2 separate regions of the Mus musculus genome follow, and region 1 is linked to region 2. A link is a contact called in public Hi-C data. All regions are on one chromosome and are shown on one strand. Each heading gives the region's core, a stretch centred on a gene start, on an enhancer-like site or on the middle of the called end of the contact. The rest is flanking DNA. Distances are from core to core; before and after follow the strand shown.

Region 1 (2,700 bases), core at 5-2,504, 90 kb before region 2:
TGCCTCATCATGCATTAGAGTTTGTAACACATTTGGAAGGAGGTTGGAGTCATAATCACACATAAGCAGACGAATAAAACAATGCAGTGTAAAGTTTTATGGCAAGAGAGGCTGGGTCCTATTGCAGGAGCAAATGCCTCTGAAATCTCAGCAACTGGCAACAAAGGCTCATTTCCCCCACAGTCAGTAGGAAGGCTGGCAGGGAAACTCAGGTGACCATGGTCAACACAGGGACTCGGAAGGGAAAGGGCAAGACTCACGTGGACAGCACATTTCTGGATTCTGGGGCCACAAAAGGAGGGTGAGGTAGGGCTCACAGTGACTCTCAAATTCTTTCCTCCTGGACATGAAATATGTGACTGTTGGTCGGATTCTATTGGGTGAACCAAATCACACAATTCCCCGTTATTAAGCGGAGTTAGGAGGTATCTCTACCCTGTGTTCTGAAATAGGAACGCTGTAGTGTTTGATGGTAGCCAGAGTGACCAGGAAGATTCGATTATGGAGGCCCTAATATGTTGGAGCTCTTCCTTCACTTTATATCGTCTAAGCTTATAACCGAGGTGAGAAGAGCCAAATGGCGAAGGCCAGAATTCCAACGCCCTGTCTTAACTAAAAGTGACAGGGGAGGTCACTCGCAGCTCTCCCATACAGAGTTCAGAATTAGACAAGCTTCATCTTGTCCCCCTGAACTCCTTAAAGGAGACCCTCCCTGAACTCGGTGTGCACCTCTGCTATCATTTATGTGTACGGTGGGCAACACTTAGCGACATCCTAAAGACCAAGCTGCCCGTCTGAAATGGCCTATGCAGGGGGGGCTAAATGTGTTAAGATCCAAAGCCCTGGCTGGCTGGTCATAGTTCATGCAGGAGGTATCTGCTCTATACCTACGAATCCTATGAAGATTGGCCAGGGGCCAGGCACACTGCTTCTTTGGTCTATTTTCAACCCTTCCACAGGTCTAGAAAATGCCCCCAAGAAGTCTCCATTGCTAAGCACCTGCTTGCCCCAGTCCTGTGCCAGGGTCTCACCCTTCCCCGTTTAGCTCTCAGATCAAATCCATGCACTTGGTATTGTCTCTACGCTACAGCGGGGATGCTACCCCTTGTCAGCAGCAGACACGGGGCTGAAGCAAACTGACTTTCATGTTGCTTTCAATTGTGCTCAATTTTTTTCCCTTTTTCAGATGCCTGTCAGGGAAGCAGATGTGTCATAAGCTCCCCGGTGTTTAACCCACCAGCCAACACTGAGTTAAGAGGTTCTGAGGCCTGAGGCTACAGTTGACAATGCTAGCATTCCACCTGGCCCCGGCGGCTTCATTTCAACAGACCGATTGTGACATAAACCACACCGTTGTGCTTATGGAATTTCTCACGAGTGGTCTCCCGGCGCTCGGTTTTGAATCTTGTATCGACTCTCCCTTTGCTGTTCAGCCAACATCTTGAGTCTTTTTTTTTTTTTTTTTTTTGCTAATGTTTCATTCTGAGTGAAGTTGCCAGTCAGAGTGAAACTGAGGTAGGGAAAGGGGTCTTAACCCGCAGGAGTGGGAGGAAGCAATCTGCTTTGTCACTCATGTAGAGCAAAGTGTCAGCCTTAGACCAGAGGCAGATAGATGACATGAGAACCTACTGGGCAAGGCAGCTCTGTGTCTTATATGGCCTGCATTGGCGGGGCGGGAGGGGAGGCGGGCTTAGCTTCCTGGTAATTGTTATCTGCCTGTCCGTCTAAACTGCCTGCCTTCCTTCCTTCCTTTGTTCTTTCTTTCCTCATTCTCATTCTCTCCTCCATTTCTTGTGTTCCTCTTTTTCTTTCTCGTTTTAAGCAAGGGCCTTAAGTAACCTAAGCCGGCCTTATACGTCCTGTGAAACCAAAGATGCCCTTGAACTCCCGATCTTTCTGCTTCCACCTCCCAAGTGCTAGGATTAAGGGGCAAGCATAGTCTTGCCTAGCTCATGCAGTGCTCGAGATGAGCCCAGGGCATGTCAGGCAAGTACTCTACCAACTAAGACATTCCCAGCTCCTTGGGTTTCTGAGCTATCTATCCATTAATATGCCCCCCCCCCATTTACATGGACTGCAGTGTGAGAAGCCTGGCCCATTGAAGAAACCAAGGGACAGGGTGATTACAATTTTTGTCTAGCTTCATATCGCTGACGGGAAAGTTGGGAATGATTCCAGAATATAAGATCCACCTCCCTAGGCCACACCACTGTAGAAATGACCACAAGAAGCAGCTTTTCAATAATCACCTTAGAGAGAGCAGGAAGTTTCTGCCCAGTACTCCTCTGGGTCTTCTTCCTCCCAGAGCACTTGGGAACCACGGCCCCTGGAATGTGTACCAAGAGCTCCTGCGATAAAGTTGTTGCAAATCTAGAAGGCTGAAAAAATGTGAGTGGTGTGTGTGTGTGTGTGTGTGTGTGTGTGTGTGTGTGTGTGTGTGTGGTGTATGTCTGTGGGTGTGTCTATGTATGTCAGTGTCTATGTGTCTGTGCCTGTGTCCTTGTATACCTACATATGATAGTATTCACGCCTCTGTGTGAGTTTCTGTGTTTGTGCGTCTGTCTGTGGTGTATGTCTGAGTGTTTCTGTATATGTCTGTGTCCATGTGTTTGTTCTGTGTGTTTGTAGGTGTGTGTTAGGATCCACATCTCTGTGTCAGTTTATGTGTGTGTGTCTGTGTGTATGTATATTTGTAAACAC
Region 2 (2,700 bases), core at 58-2,557:
ATTTTTGTTTGTTTGTTTGTTTTTGTTTTTTAAATGCAAAGAGTCTCCCCCATGCTTAGAGAGGATCTGTGCCTACTTTTCACAGTGTCCTATAAGAAGAGGGCTGAAAGCTTCTCTAAGAAAGGAACACAGCAAGGCTTTAGTGAGAGCAATCTGGAGGACCAGAGCAAGGGCCAGGCTTCCTTAAGCCAGTCTCTGCCCACATTCGTTCTGCCTTTGGCTTTGCTTGGGAGCTGGATCAGAAAGAAGGGAGCCACAAGAAGTTCTGAGGTCATAACTAACCAGGCGAATCAATGTCTTCTGTTGGAACCTGGGGTCTTCGGGAGACACTGCAAGGAAGTCTCCTTCTCCAAGGGAGGTCACAGAGATTTCTGAGCCTTCCGGACAAGTACCATCCCCTCACTCCCGACAAACACACGCCACACACACCCCTGCTGCCATTTCCCCCAGATCTCTAGTTCTTACACACACACACACACATATAGTTGGAAGCGGCGTGTTCAAACAAATACTAGACACAAAGGGAACAGAGTCAACACTTTAGGGACCAAAGTAGACAGATCAGCTTCCCAGAGCCGCATGGAGAAGCAGCACGGATAGTGGCCTTGTTGACTTGAGACTTAGGTGACTCTTGACTGTCCCTAGTCAGATGACATTTCTCTAGTGAGCTGACATGCTAGACGCAAAGCAATAAGGCAAACAGAAAAGGACGGCAGCTGTCAGCCAAGCGCTTAGGTGTTGGTTGTACAGAGGTCCTAGGCAGGGGTGGAGGTGACCGTACATCTTAGATGGCTCAGCCAGCTTGCTGCCCTTTAGTTCCACTGGAACCAAGCATGGAGGGGACCCAACAAGACTGGTCCCAAGAGGAGGGAAAAAAAAAAACCAAACAAACATTTTAAATAGAATTTCTAATAGAGAGATCTAATGTAGGCAAGACCAAATGTTACCTGTTCATTATTATTGTTTTGTTGTTTGTTGTTATTGTTATTATTATTATTATTTGGTTTTGGTATGACATTAATCCAGAAACTCATCTTCTCTTCTCCAGTACAGATGTTAAAGCTTAGAAATGAGCAGCCAGGCTTCTTCCAGGCTGAGGTTCCATAAAGGAGACCCAGATGGAGCTACAAATGGCCAAGTTGCAACTTCCTGTTCCACATCGTGCCTCTCCTGCCCTGCCTGCTGGGTTTCTTCAGAAATTACTTGCTCAAGTCGTCCTTTCGGGTTTCACCACCGTATGCCGGGTGGCTCCCTTAGTCACAGACCCCCACACAAGCCACACACACTCCGGATCTGAGATCCTTACCACACAGGCCCCGAGTGTCGGGAGTGGGTGAGGTCCTGGGGTACCAAGAGCAAAACGTTGCCGCTTTGGTTCTCATTTCAAAACTGCTTGAGAATGAAGATCAGAAAGAGGTAGGTGTGTTTCACAGATGCTGCTGAGATGAAAGGGCGCGCGGAGTCTTGCAAGGACAAAAGCCCATGCTCGCTCATCCGTTCAGTTGTTTGCTCATGGGTCTGTTCCCTCACCTGAGAAATAACATCTGAGTGTCTACACTATGCCAAGAATTCTGTGGGGCTTGCAAGGGTGAATAATGAAGAGAATGTTGAAGTCCACACAGGTAGAAGCATAAAGAGTTTTCAGTGTTCCAGGACCAGAGGAGGGGCACTAGCCAAATGCACCAGGGGGATGTTGGGGCATCTTCACAAAGAGGCTTCACAAAATTTTCAAGCACTGTGGGATAATGGGCAGGAGGGTACCAGTCATTGGGGATGGGGTTGGGGTACTCGGGCAGAGGGTCAGAGCACGGGGAGACATATGGCAGCTGGCAAAGATAGAAGGGAAGATTATGCCCTTAGACTAAGGGTCCTTCTGGGCTTGAAGGACCATGAGTCTTGGCTATTCTCCCCCCAACCCCTGACTGCCAGATAGCTCTATGGTAGAAGCCTGGCACTCTTGCTTACAAGCTCAGTTGGCTCCATGCTGCCTGCTGACAATGCCCTTGTCTGGGCTAGGCCATCCACATGTAGAACTACCAACACTGGGCTTCGAGAAGTGTGAACAAATGACTCTATTCTTTGGGGTCTGACCGTGTGCTAGCTGCACAATGTATTATGGACCCACAGAACACTGTGCCCTTCTCCTTGGCCTGGACCACTGTCGTCTTACCAGAGACCCTAAGCCCCGGCAATATTTCAAGTTTGCTCTAAATAAAAACCAAAGGAAACGCTGTTAACAATCTCCTGTTAACAAATCACACCTTTATTTATACACGCATAGAGAAGGGCTGGTTATCTCGGCTGATGATTTTATACCCACTATGGGGTCCCTACATCAACCTCAATCTAGCTTTGGAAAAGGAGGCTACACCTCCTAGTGGAGCCAGCTTCCGAGGAACCCTGGCCTCTCCTAAGACTCTGCAGAAGCCAGTGTCTGTGAGAAATGGAAGAGAGACAAACGCTTGCTGTTCAATTAAGTAAGATGTTTATTGGTGTGATGTGTGACACGCGGAGCCCTCCTAGGTTATTATCTGGAAGATGGTTCATTTATCTGCAGTGTGCCCTGCTACAACATCATCTAAAACACTGCTTCTTCAACATAAACCCCAAAGAACTGCCTTTTCCTTCCTTTCCTTTATAAAGTATTAACGAGATTGGGCTTCCCTGGACTCAGTTGCTTTGTGAGAACATAGTGCATCT

Evidence for each region. A called contact is a pair of places that touch in the nucleus more often than the background predicts.
Region 1: a Hi-C map of Th1 cells shows a contact between it and region 2, with 2.0 times the contacts expected there. The contact joins two enhancer-like sites. A contact is called at or near these places in 7 of 484 Hi-C or Micro-C datasets (CD4 single positive thymocytes, CD8 T cells, Th1 cells and 4 more) and 1 of 115 datasets of contacts at active chromatin or transcription factors (CD8 T cells).

What each region holds. Positions count from the first base shown.
Region 1 is chr8:115,225,980-115,228,679 of GRCm38.p6, reverse strand. All of the region lies in intron 8 of Wwox (WW domain-containing oxidoreductase), which reads right to left. Among named protein-coding and RNA genes, the nearest start is that of Gm39257, 270 kb to the right of the region's middle. Within about 2 kb of position 1,254, at least 36 of the 459 cell types and tissues checked have an H3K27ac peak or open chromatin away from gene starts, as enhancers often do. A contact at or near this core is called in Th1 cells, where this site is marked.
Region 2 is chr8:115,135,603-115,138,302 of GRCm38.p6, reverse strand. All of the region lies in intron 8 of Wwox (WW domain-containing oxidoreductase), which reads right to left. Among named protein-coding and RNA genes, the nearest start is that of Gm39257, 180 kb to the right of the region's middle. Within about 2 kb of position 1,307, at least 5 of the 459 cell types and tissues checked have an H3K27ac peak or open chromatin away from gene starts, as enhancers often do. A contact at or near this core is called in Th1 cells, where this site is marked.